Regions from separate parts of the Rattus norvegicus genome. Here region 1 is linked to region 2. The links are chromatin contacts, called in public Hi-C maps. All regions are on one chromosome and are shown on one strand. Each heading gives the region's core, a stretch centred on a gene start, on an enhancer-like site or on the middle of the called end of the contact. The rest is flanking DNA. Distances are from core to core; before and after follow the strand shown. Region 1 overlaps Ankrd46 (ankyrin repeat domain 46). Region 2 overlaps LOC134479711 (a long non-coding RNA gene).

Region 1 (6,582 bases), core at 3,565-6,064, 52 kb after region 2:
ACATACAGAAACCTGCATGGGAGAAATCTAAAAAATAATTAAAAGCTGCTAGAGAGAGAGCTTCTCACTGTGAGCTTAGAATAAGCTGATAGAACAGTTCCCTTCTGCTGCTCAACTGTACTTCATAATTAACAGAAGCCACATGTGCACACACAGCGCTCCAGGGCTCCCACACTGCCCCACTAAGTGCTTGGGCTTCCACACCTTTCTGAACTTGTCATGACAATGGGCCAGGTGGTGATCGGCCCACAGCCTGCATGTCTAATGGGAAGAAACGATGAGGCTTCAAATGAACAAAGAACTCACCAAATATCAATTTTGAGCCCGTTGGAAACTAAGAACTGGATGGTGTCCACATGGCCACACAGGTGGAGGGCTGTGTTCCCCTGATAATCCGTGGCCAGTGGATCAGCACCAAACTTATGTAGCAGCTGGCAGATGTCCACGTTCCCTCGGGCTGCGGCGAGGTGCAGGCCTGTTCTGCCTCTGCTGTCTCGGATATTTGGGTCAAAGCCACTTTCCAGAAGCCTCTTAGAATAGGTGAAGTCCCCATCGATGCAAGCTTGAAGCAAGGGCACATTAGTCTGTGAAGAGTCATTCACAAAAACGTAGGACATGGTCTGTGGTGGACGGACACCCCTGCAGTGAGAGATGAGGTGAGGGCAGCGGCAGCCGGTCAGAGGAACTCTATTACCGTTCTTGTCTTGTTCTCCGAATAAATTTTCTCACCAAACAATAATCATAAAAGTATCTACTGTGTTTCATATTCCCCTAAAAGATTTTATTTTCTTCCTATCAAAATGGCAATTAAATTACTGTAAAACTTTTAATTTTTATCACAATAAAGGGCTAAAACAATTATATTTGAGGTCATCCCCTTATAAGGAAACACATGTGAACTTTAAGCCATCTCCACATGCACACACTACAGCTGGTACTCTCATTTAGTGCGTGGTAGCTCTTCATACACTTCCTTCTTATATGAGATGCTCTACAGAGTTGACAGAAGTACCTGTGGGAAAAGCCCACCGACCCAACGTGATCTACCCCATCCAACACCGTATCTGAGGCACAGAACTTAAGACTTTATTCAAAATCTAAAGGAACCAACACGCTGATTTTTAAATGCCATTAAATCAACAGACTTACAGAATTAATCCTCTTCTGCTGTGTTTATAGTCACCTCAATACTCGGTTTTGTCAAACTCCCAGGGTCTAAGGACTGAGATATGAGGAAGACACACACGGGCCAAGACAGTAGCTGTGCCCACAGTACGGTCCACACACCAAAGCGCCACTGGGTTGTGCTCTCTGAATTCCCTGGAAGCTAGGCACACAGTAGGCATTGTGTAGCAGAGAGACACATCTGAAAACTATACACTGAGCGCAGCCCTGCGCAGCCGCAGCCAAGCACACTCTGTTTCACAGCTCTCTCCTTACCCGCTGCTTCAACTAAAAAGAAATAAAGTCTCTCAAAAGGAAGTCTGAAGAGAGAACAGAAAAACAGAGACCAGGCATTTACAGAGAAGGCTCTGTTTAAAAACAACAACAACAAAAAAAAAAAAACAAAAAAAACCCAGTTGCTTATTTTTCTATCATGTGTGCATGTCTGTACATATCACGTGTACGCACCATGGTGCATGTGAGAAGGCCAGAGAACAACTTGTCTGACTTGGTTCTCTCCTCCTATCATGTGGGGTCCCAGGCATCAAACTCAGGCCATCCAACTTGGCTGCAAGCAGCTATATCTTCTAAACCATCTTGCCAGCCCCTATGGAGAAGGCTCTAATTCACAGACTCAGCTTGCAGTTTCTCAGGGGAAATCTTTCTGAACACTAATGGAACTGGTTACTAGGCCACTCCACCCCACTCACCGAGGGAGGGTCTGGGAGTGCAGAGTCTGGCAGCTTCTCAGCCTCTCTATTCAGTTCTGCAGCCTGGGCAGCCTGGCTCCAGAGCACTTTTCCTGCTCTTGGCTCTGAGGCAGGTATCAGCCCATACACACTGAGGACCTATTGCTTCTGTTCCTTCACTCCTGGGTCCAAGTTGAGCAGGCATATACTTAGGGTTTTACTGAATGTTATGTAACTCTAACAACTTCAAGGTGAGTTTGTTATCCTTCGATTTCTGTAAGAGTCCTTTAGACTTCAGGCCCAGGAGACGGCTGGCCTTACTGGTGTTTCAGACAGAGACCTGGACAGACATGTGCAGAGCTATACAGAAAAGACTAGAGACAAGCAATCAATCAGTAGGTCAGTGGGCAGGAAATGATGGAATTGGGGATGGAGGAGAGGACCTTCTGGAGAGGGAAGAGAACATGACCACAGCTGAACAGCAGCTGGTAAGAACACTGTGGACAGAAGTCAAGATAAAGCACTTCTGATCCTAAGTCGCATGGTCAGGGGTCTGTGCGGGGCAGGGTTCATTAGGAACAGAGCTCAGCTGGCCTCTAACACCTGCTCTTCCTGCTTTAGCTACCAAAGCTGGCTTGAAATAATAACAACTCCTTAAAAAGTAATCCTCAGGGCTGGAGAGGTAGCTCAGTGTGTTAAGACCACTTGTTGCTGGGGGTTGGAGAGGTGGCTCAGCAGTTAAGAGCACTGGATAATCTTCCAGAGGACCTGGGTTCAATTCCCAAAGACTACCTGACACTCCAGTGCCAGGGATCCAAAACCATTACAAAGACACATATGCAGGCAAAACTCCAAAGCACATAAAATAAAGATAGATAAATCATTTTTTAAAAAAGCACATGTTGCTCCTGCAGAAGATCCACCCAGGTCCGGCTCCTGGCACACACACACGGTGGCCCACAGGCATCCATAACCCCAGGTGCAGGCAGACCAATGCCCTCTTCTGACCTTTGGGCCTCAGGCACAGACTTGGTGCACAGACAAAATGTAAGCAAAACAGTGACACTCATAAAATAAATCTAGAAAATATTTTTTAAAAATTAAAAAGGCAGGGCTGGAGAGATGGCTCAGCGGTTAAGAGCACCCAACTACTCTTCCAGAGGTCCTGAGTTCAATTCCCAGCAACCACATGGTGGCTCACAACCATCTGTAAAGAGATCCGATGCCCTCTTCTGGTGTGTCTGAAAACAGCTACAGTGTACTTATATATAATAAATGAATAAATCTTTTAAAAAAAAATTGAAAAGGCAGGGGCTGGGGATTTAGCTCAGTAGTAGAGCGCTTGCCTAGCAAGCGCAAGGCCCTGGGTTCAGTCCCCAGCTCCGAAAAAAAGAAAAGAAAAAAAAATTAAAAAGGCATAGTTTCCATGTAGTAGTTATCTACACGTATGCGCGCACACACACACACACACGCACACACACACATAATTCCACCTTAATATTTTATTTTATAAAGTAGTTAGCAGTTCTTCTGCGAGAGCCTTCTCTTAACCCCCCTCTCCCCCTACCCCTCACTGGACTGGAGCAGAAAATGAGACCAACAAAAACCCAACATAAAATATTTTGGAAATATAAGTGCATTTACCAAGTATTCTCAAGAGCAGAGATTCGTTGGCTACACTCTGTAAGAAATAACACTAGAAACCTACCTACTGGGTGTTTTGACTCAGCCCTTCTGGTTAGCAGGCTGGGATTCTTCTGGTGAGGCCCAGGCTGGGGAAGAGTCAGCCCTTCTAGTCTGCTCTAAGGTGAGAAGTTTCTCCATGCTGGAGGGACTGCTCACCTTAACCCCACAGTTAAGACTCCCTACAGACAGCCCTCTCCCCCTGGTCAGGGAGGTGCAGGCCACAGCTCCCTGAGTGTCTCAGGCCATGAAGAAGTTCACAGCAGAACACACGGGGAAGGTGCAAGGTGAAATGTTCCCCCACGACACCCAGAGCTGTGTCTGAATTCCTAACGAGGTTCAGCAAAGAAACGGTACGGAACCCAGAAGGGTCGAGAACAAGAAACCTGACCTACAGCAAGGTGCAGTGAGAAAGAGCATGCTGTTCTATGACACAGAGCAGGCCACAGGCCTGTGCACACTCCCCAGAACACCTGAGGTGAAGCAGCAACCGGCCAGGCCACCAAGTGACTAACTTGTGAGTGAGGAGAGCGGAGGGGCGTGGCGTGGAGTTGTGACAAAGCGCAGGCGAGAAAGAGACCTCCATGTGTCATCTACAGGGAGGAGCCAGGCTCTGGAAGTTACCCTCAGCCTCTGGAACTCTGAACACATATTCTCCACAAAGTAAATGGAAGCTAACCTCTAATTTTGGATAAGTAAGTTTTCCAGAGCCACAAAATTTGAACTTAGGGCCTTGCATAAGCAAGGATCAATCACTGAGCCACATCCCTAGCTCTATAAAGAACTCTTAGAAAGAAACGAAAGAGGCGGAAGGGTAAACAAAGAGCCCAAGCGTATAGCTCAGCCAGACAGATCGCCTGGCTCCCTGGCCTGTATCTCCTCTCTGCCCTTCCTCATCTCTGCAGCAGTTGGTCTTCCTGCACAGCCTTGCTCTTCCAGCACTGCCGCCCACCCTCCGATTTCCCTCAGCAGCAGGGTGCCCTGTCTGACCATGCCTATGAAGGACTGCTGAAGCAGGGTGCTGGGCAGCAGCCTGGATCACACAAGGGAAGTCTCAATCAGTAAACACTCACTGAGCCTGGAATATGTCACGTTAGCTGGTTGCACTATCCCAGAGAAAGCAGGAGGGAGAGACGTGAAGTCTGACCAGTGTGAGGAGCAGCTCTCAGGACTGTAGAGCCGTTTTCTTGTTGCTGGAAGCTGTCAGAGTTTGGCCACTCCATCCGGATGTGTGTGGTGCTGCACCGCCTGGGAGTAAAGCCAGCTTGGATCCTTCCCAGCTGTATGACCTAGTCCTCGGTCTGCGGTTAGTACTGTCCCAGGCCTGCTGTGCAGACATGAGCTTGCAAGGCATATCCATCCCTTGGTAACAGAGCAGCTTCTAGCAATGGGGTGACATCTAGTAGGGAGGAAAACCTCCAGAAAAAAGAGCTGGCATAGTAAAAGCACAATGCCTAGAGTAGCAGCCAAGCCCGGGAAAGCACACTGGCTGTTCACGAGGGCTCTGTTTGTAAAGGGCAGTGAGCACGAGGCCTGTCCACAGGCAGACTTGTGGGCATTGCCAAGACATGTGCTGTGAGGCGTGAGGGGTGGTGCAGCGTCAGTAAGAACTGTGTGCAGCACTGATGGTCGCTCCCCCTCAGGCCTCAGCTGTGACCTAAAGCCAAATAACAAGCAAGGAGGTTTGGGTGGAAGCCTGAGAGCCAGACTCGATGGAAAGGTCTATCCAACATGCTTCTCGTTTACATACCAAATTCTGAATTCACAGCCTTGGATCGAAGTATAGAAGTTCTAGGATCAAATGCTTCATGGCCAGAATCTAACGGAAAGGCCCTGTGTCTTAGTATGGGCTGTGCTGATAACCTTACATGTCTTTCTCTATCCAGTATTAATAATCAAGTACATACAGTATGGATTTGTCTTTCATTTTGAAAGTCACTGGGAAAGCATCAAAGTGCTACTCCCCTGGTTCAAATGCACTGGTGGCATCATGCCTACGGAGGAGCAATTAGAAGCAGGTATTAAAGCTAGGACGCTGGAGCAAACTATAAGCAAAACTGGCATGTTGGGAGTAGGCGGCATGGGGGAGCCATCAGACCTCACTGCATACCCTACCTAACATCACAGAGAGAGGGAAGCAGTGTGGGGGAGAGGGAGTCCGACCTGGAGTCTGTGGTGCTGGTTGTTCTTATCCCTATAAAGGAGTCCAGGGACTTCCACATAGAATACAACTGCAATGAGCAGAAGGCAAGCGCTTCAGGAAACCGAACCGTGCCAGTGTGCACTCAGAACCCTAACTTAGATCCAGAGACCGCCCAGTGAGCAGTGACTGGTCCTAACCCAAGGGTACGCGTGCGTACCGTACCGCAGGTCTCAGGAAGGGAGCAGGCACACGTACTCACATTCCAAATGGACTCCCCTCACCTCAACAACAATAAAGCTCAGCCGTGTGGCCTGCTCCACAGGAAGCAGCCCTGTCATCACTGAGTACAAGAAAGTTCTTGTGGAACAACAATAACAAAGTCTTTGACAGTGTCCTCCAGTGTACGGGAAGTGACTGGATTCCTGCACTTGACCTAAGCCTTTCTCACTGTCTGAGATAACAAACGAACCCTTACCCAATTTCCCCTCTGCCAACAAGAAACTAACAACACTAAAACAGGGATGTCTACTGTATTCTAGCAATATTTAGAATTTTTTTTATTGATTTACTGACTAGAGTTTAGTCACAACTCAACTTTTAGAAAAGACAATAGATTTAAATAAGTCTAAATAAAATGTCCAATTTCCACAAAAGTACTACTTGGTAGTTTGGGTAGGCTAATATTTTGTTTTCTAGAATCTTTACTATGTACTTATGCATTTAAGAGCTCTAACTGTGGGGCTGGGGATTTAGCTCAGTGGTAGAGCGCTTACCTAGGAAGCGCAAGGCCCTGGGTTCGGTCTCCAGCTCCGAAAAAAAGAACCAAAAAAAAAAAAAAAGAGCTCTAACTGCAAAGGGGTCCTTTCCAGTTTATGATCTATACTACACTGCATGAACACTAAG
Region 2 (7,076 bases), core at 354-2,853:
CAATCTGTCTACCCTGCCTGAAAGATGAAGACAGCATACAGTTGGTTGGTTCCACAGTTTTCTTCTAACTAAGCTTTCTACATATTGTTCTCATCAAAACACACACACACACACACACACACACACACACACACACACACACACACACACACGTTTTTCAAACAAACTTTCACTAATCTGTCCTAGCTGGCCTTCAAGGTAGTCCAGCATGGTCTTGAATATACCATTCTCCTGCCTCCGTACCCTAAGTGATGTGGTTACTGAAGAACACTATCACATCAGGGTTACGTGGTGCTGAGGATCAAATCCGGGGCCTTAACCATACTAGGTAATCATACTACCACTGAGTCACATGCCCTGTCCTCCACCACCACCTTATAATCATCAATAATAACAACAGCTAATGATTATTGATCATGTGGTGTATATGCAAGGAACTGTGGCACTTCTCACACATATGACCTCATTTCCACTCTCATAACTGTCTACGTCACTGTAATTTCCTTTTACAGATCGGGAAGTAAGAAGAAGATGGGTAAAATCGCTTGCCCAATTGCACACGGTTTATAGACGGCAGAGTTAGCAGTAGTCCATTTTATCTGACTCAAAATGCATGTTCTTACTCCTGGCCCTAATTTGCCTGTGAAATCAGAGTTGATGATAGAGAGGAAAAAACCCTGTTTTATTTATTTATTTAAATTTTTATTTTTACTTATGGTGTGTGTCTTTTTGTCTGTGTTGAGGGTGTGTGCAAGCAAGCTCAGGAGCCTGAAGGGGCCAGAGGAGGTTGTCAGAGGCCCCTGTGGCTGAAGTTGTCATGATCTGCTGTGGAGCAGTTGTGAGCTGCCTCAGATGGGTGCTGGGAACTGGACTTGGGTCCTCTGCAAGAGCTCTGAACCACTCTCCGGCCCCTAGAAGTCTGGCTCTACAGCCAAGGGTAGCCACATGACATCCTAGGATCAAATGCGTGGTTCTTATTCATTTCCAGATGCTCCTTCTTCCCGCTCAAGCTTCGGTGGGACATGACTCCAGGGTAGGAAGTCAGAGTGGGGGAAGTGAAGGACAAAGGGGGAGGGTGGAAGACTCTGAAGGGGACACAGGGGACCACAGAGAACGGGTTAATGAGGTAGGAACACCGTGTGACTGTGAGAATGCCCACCCATCAACACTGACATCTAAGGGTGGGGAGATCTGAGGACTCCATGCAGGCATGTAACTGCCTTAGCATTTGCAGTTACAAAGGCTGTGTGCTCTTTGCAGGCTGGTTAAAACCTCCTTATCTTGTTTCCACCCTTAACCATCCAACAGAAACACAGACACCCCCAACACCCACTGCACCTCAACCACATAGCAAGGGGGACACCCCAGGAAACACCAAGCTAGTGGGCAGCAAATGTCAAGAGAAGACTGCTGTCCACGCCCACCTCTCAGACCCCCTTTCCTCTGCATCCCACGCTGCAGGAATGTTTGAGCGGCTTCTAAGGTTTAGTGTAAATGGCTAGCCTCGTCAGAGATAGGCATGCGTGCTGTCTGATACTACACAACCTTGGGAGGTAGGACTGTTTGGGTCTCTTGCTGTTTCATAGGCTTTGCTGGTGCATAAGTCCACATTCCAGGGGTCATGGTTCATCTCTGCTGGCACAAACTGAGAGCTTTTTACCATGCATTTTGTTCTCTTCAACCAAGCAGCTGCCCTAACTAAAGTCAAGTAGTCATTGCCAATGTACCCAAGGGCAAATGGGGGTTGTAAAGCCACAGGTTTGGGTTAATGTTTGCTTCTGTTTATATATTCCTGGATAGGCTATGGAATTTGCCTAATGATTATGTTTTACTGAAAAAGTTAATCAATGTCTAGAGGGCTAGCTATAGACCACCACAGTGATAGGGAAAAGTTGGACTCCAAAGTCTCATCTCCAAGGGCCAGGTCTCTGAGTAGAGTCACAGGAATGGTACAGTGAACAATGAAAGTGGCCAGAGGGACTGTGGGGCTGTTGCTGACAGCCTGACCTTCATTTTGTAAGGCGTTAGAGTCCAACTATTAGGGGTACACCACTAGGACATCATGTGACCAGGATTACCCATCTCACCCAGCCACAGCCATACTTCTTCTGGCCCCTGTATCACCTTCAATAATGGACCAGTACTATTTCACTAGGTCGCTCTTTGCCCTTGGAATTGTTGACCAGAGACGCCCCTGAAAATTTGTACAAATGTGTCTGACCTTGAGCAGGTATGTGTGTGTGTGTGTGTGTGTGTGTGTGTGTGTGTGTGTGTGTGTGTGTGGCGGTGCTGTGACATCCCGGTCTCAGTTGCTGATTCTAGTTAAGAGAAGGGAGAGAACGGGAAACTAGTTACAACCTGCTGCAACAGGGTCTGCACAGGAGCATGTGAGAGAAGCTAAGATGGACCAGAGCACAGCCTTGGGGCTGGGGAGACCCTAAGAGAAGAACATTTAAGACTAAACAAATACTAAAGAGGAGGTGGCACCAGGTGCTAGTGGTGCACACCTTTAATCCCAGCACTCAGAGGCAGAGGCAAGAGAATCTCTGTGGGTTCAAGACCAGCCTGATCTACAGAGTGAGTTCCAAGACAACCAGGGTTACACAGGGGAAAAAAAAAAAAAGAGGAGATGGGGGTTTGCCAGGCCGGGGTTGTTGTTGTACAGAATAATAGTCTCCAAGGACATGAAGGCCTATATAGCTACTAGGTAGCAAACAGATTTTGGTGACGCGATTAAATGAAATGAGAGGCTATCCTGGATTATCCAAAGATTCTTCAGTGTAACCACAGTGTCACGGGTTAGACCTGAACTGTCACCATAGGCTTGTGCTTTGAACATTGGTTCCCTCTGCTGCCCCAGTGGTGCTGTCTTAAAGGCTTTGGAACTTTAAGGAGACAGGCTTAGTTGATAGACAGATGCTTGGTGGGTTGCTAGGTGTGGGACACTGAATGCTGTACCCTCGTCCTTGGTCCTGACCACTCTACTCACTGGTCCCCTGTGATATGGGGAGCCTCAGGCACTGGCAGGAGCTCTGTCTTGTCTTTCCCACCATGATGAGCTGGAACCATGAGGCAAAGTAAACCTTCTCTCCATTCGTTCTGTCAGTTTTCTCCTCCTCCTGCTGCTTCTTCATCATCATAATTTTTTTCCCTTTTCTTTTTTTCGGAGCTGGGGATCAAACCCAGGGCCTTGCGCTTACTGCTGAGCTAAATCCCCAACCCCCATCATCATCATTTTATGTGTATGAGTGTTTAACTCGCATGTCTGTCTGTGCCTCATGTCCACAGAAGCCAGAGGAGGGAGTCCGATCCCTCACGGGTGGCTGTGAGTTGACATGTGGGTACTTGAAATCAAACCCAGGTCCTCTGGAAGAACGTCCAGTCCTCTTAATTGCTGAACCATGTCTCCAGCCCCTCTGTCAGGTATTTTTGTCACTGTGATGCAAAATTCAATATCACACACACACACACACACACACACACACACACACACACCACACGTGAACTTATGCTCACACATTCACAAACGCACACACTCACATACATATTCACACATGCACACACACATTCACAATACTCACACACATGCTCACACACTTACTCGCATGTTCACACACTCATACATATGTTCATATAAGCACACAGTCACACACATGCTGACACTCACATATGCACACACATGTTCACACACATGCTCACATACATGCACATGCACACACACACAGTGGGGCTGAGACACACATAGACAGATCATGAAGGAAGCAGGAAAAGCATCTGTCTAAAGCAGAAGAGAAGGAAATTTGGCCTCAAAGGCAGAGATCACGGTGATGGGCTGTGATGAAGGAACAAGGAAATTCAAGCAAGGGAGTTGAGCCCACCCTGAGAAGCCAATGGATTCTCTCCCCCAAGACTCCAGAAGGAACGTCCCTGGCAGCCCTTTGTTTTTGGCTCATCCAAACTGATGTGTGTATAAAAAGAGAGAGAGGATATGTCCCAGCTTTCAGCACCACTGCTGTGTTGAGAAAAGGATAAAGAGAAGATGGATGTGTTCTAAGCGGTCTGGAGGAAGGGGATGCCTCTGCGGGCCATAAGACATCCCTTCCCCCTCAGGGACCAGCCTGAGGTATACACAATGGTATAGTATAGAATAGAGTTTATTCAGGGCATAGGGAAGGTAGTAGGCAGAGAGAGAGAGAGAGAGAGAGAGAGAGAGAGAGAGAGAGAGAGAGAGAGAGAGAGTAAGTAGAGTGAAGCCTGGCCATGGGCACATGGACAGAAGGGGGAAGGGAATAGGGAGAGAGGGGACAAAAGGGGAAGAAGGTAAGAGCAAGAGAGCAAGAGAGTGAGGAGGGGGCAAGCAGCCCCTTTTATAGTGAGTTAGGCATACCTGACTGTTGCCAGGTAACTGTGGGGTGGAGCTTAGACAGAACGCTAACACAAACCAACCCCAAGACTTCTGGCCTCCAGAATTCTGACAGAACTACATTTTCTCTTCATCACATCAAGTTTGTGAAATGTGTTACTGAGATAACAGGAAGCCAATACTGGGACTTGTGGAAAGGGAGGAACTCGGGATGGGGTGGGGTGGGGTGGAGTGGGGTGAAGAGAATGACAATTTCTGAGCGAGAGGCCTATTCCAGGGAGGAATTAACTAGGGACTGGGAGATCTGTTCTAAATGCAGGTGGTATGATCCCCAAAGTCCGGGAGCCCAGAAGGAATGCAACAACATTCTGAGGGTTCTGGATGTTGTGTACAAGGCTGTGAGATGTCTGGGCGCCATGCAGTACTGGAGCTGTGAGAAACTCTCTCAGGCAGGAGTACTCTACGTAATGGCTTAGAGCAGCAGCGAGATGTGGGGAAAGATGACAGAGGCCGGGGACCCGAATGTTTCTGTTTACAGTTTGGGCATCTTTGGCAGAGAGCTAGTGGACAAACTGAGAGTGACTGTTTCAGAGTCATGTATCTTCAAAGACGGCAGGAGGAAGAAGAGAGATTCGGGGAGGGAGTCCCCGAATGGAAAAACTAGACGCATAAAAACAACCAAATCAACAATTATGTTAAATGTAACTTAACTAAAATGTTCCATTTGAGAAGTCAAGAGTCAATAGATCTAAAACAGCAATTCAATATATAAAGCCAGTGGTGGGTGGGAAGCAGGAGCATCAAAAAAAAAAAAAAAAAAAAAAGACATTGTGTGTTTCATGGAGGAGGGGAGTCTTAAAACTCATTTTTCAGAGCATCACAATCCTGATAGCAAAGTCAAAGGAAACATTTGATGAGACAAATCGCACACCAGTAGTCTCCAAAAACCTTTAACGATCAGCAAGATTGAAAAACTGATAAGCCAGCAACTGTCTATATAGGCACAGGCCGTCGAGGCATTCACAGAGAAGGTAACAACGGGCCGGTGAGCATGTGGAAGGTGTTGTGTTGTGGATTTGCTCTATTTGTGTATGTGTGTACCTGTGTGGGTGCAAACGCCAGCAGAGGACAGAAGGTCATCCACTTCCTGTCCATCAGAGTTATAGTCCGTTGTGAACTGCCATGTGGGTGCTGAGAACTGAACCCCAGTCCTCTGCAAGAGCAGCCAGTACAGACACTGCCATCACTCCAGCCCTGTGTGAAGGTCTGTTCACCATCCCAACCATCGATCGCTGGAGAGATGAGAATTAAACCCACAGTGAACGGTAGTACCACATATCCACCCTAAGGGCTAGAATTAAAAAGACAAAATCAATGTATGTCCTTCAGGTATCAATGCACCACAACCCTCACGGATTCTCTGTGAGAATGTAGAATGGTGCAAACACTTCAGAAGAAAGTTCCTGTGGTTTCTATAAACCTAGATCTTCTGACACAACAGCTCAGCAGTTTTACTCCTAAGTATTCATGTAGTAAAAATTAAAAGCAAGCCCATGAGAGCCTTATGCTTACCTACAGAACCCGTGGTCAAGTATAACACCTTTATTTACAATAGTTAAAGCCCAGGAAACTGTCTGAGTGTCAGGAATGAGGAGATAAACCATAGAACACACACACACACACACACACACACACACACACACACACACACACAGAGTCAGCACAGAAAAGGAATGAACTAAAACAACAAACGCTGAGGTTTTAAATACAGCACAGAATGGTAAAAAAAAAAAAAAAGTCTTAAACTACTGCTCTCTGATGGGAAAAAGTCAGGATGGATTTTGATGTAGAAAAGGCAAAGTGTTCAGAACTTTGATGGGGTGATGCTGATGAAGGACCGTGGTACCCAGGTGCGTGCATTTAGCAAAACACGTTAGTGCCGAGTGTGGTGGCACGCACCTTTAATCACAGCACTTGGGAAACAGACACAGAGTCGGTGGATTTCTGAGAACTTGAGGCCAGCTTGGTCTACAAAACAAGTTCTAGACCAACAAGTCAAGACAAAACCACTTATGATTTCTGGCTTGTGTTCTCGTAACATTTTCAAACATAATTATCTGCAAATACTGACTTTTGATGTATATAGGCTAAGACATTTATAGGTAAATGCAATTGATTTAGAAAGACATCAAAAAATAAGATGGATGGATGGATGGATGGATGGATGGATGGATGGATGGATACATGGACAGGTCAGTGGGTGGATGGATGGATGGATGGATGGGTGGTTGGGTGGGTGGGTGGATGGGTGGGTGGGTGGGTGGGTGGATGGGTGGAGAGACAAAGGACAGAAGGACAAATGGAAAGATATGAGAAAAGCAAATATATAAGATGTTAACGTGGGGTTGGGGATTTAGCTCAGTGGTAGAGCGCTTGCCTAGCAAGCGCAAGGCTCTGGGTTCGGTCCCCAGCTCCGGAAAAAAAGAAAAAAGAAAAAAAAAAGATGTTAACATACAGAATCTAGAGGGAGCATGTGAGTGATATAGTTTTTTGAGCTTTCCTACATGTCTTGGCAGAGAAGGATAAGGACTGTAGGTAGATGGGAAATGAAAAGGGAGTCTGGGGACTCCTAGAATCAAAGGAATGTATGATGGAGATTCAGGCAGACCGAAATTAGGACAACCCTTAGGACACGGCATCCATCTCTCCTGGA

What was found. A called contact is a pair of places that touch in the nucleus more often than the background predicts.
Region 1: a contact with region 2 is called in a Hi-C map of kidney, with 2.0 times the contacts expected there. The contact joins two enhancer-like sites. A contact is called at or near these places in 4 of 12 Hi-C or Micro-C datasets (kidney and liver).

The regions. Positions count from the first base shown.
Region 1 is chr7:69,540,562-69,547,143 of GRCr8, forward strand. It overlaps Ankrd46 (ankyrin repeat domain 46), which reads right to left. Exons shown (of 5, transcript NM_001013948.2): 3 at 307-639. The coding sequence starts at 617. Among named protein-coding and RNA genes, the nearest start is that of Ankrd46, 9.4 kb to the right of the region's middle. Within about 2 kb of position 4,815, at least 71 of the 93 cell types and tissues checked have an H3K27ac peak or open chromatin away from gene starts, as enhancers often do. A contact at or near this core is called in kidney, where this site is marked.
Region 2 is chr7:69,491,783-69,498,858 of GRCr8, forward strand. The region is part of intron 1 of LOC134479711 (a long non-coding RNA gene); the gene reads left to right. Among named protein-coding and RNA genes, the nearest start is that of Ankrd46, 58 kb to the right of the region's middle. Within about 2 kb of position 1,604, at least 1 of the 93 cell types and tissues checked has an H3K27ac peak or open chromatin away from gene starts, as enhancers often do. A contact at or near this core is called in kidney, where this site is marked.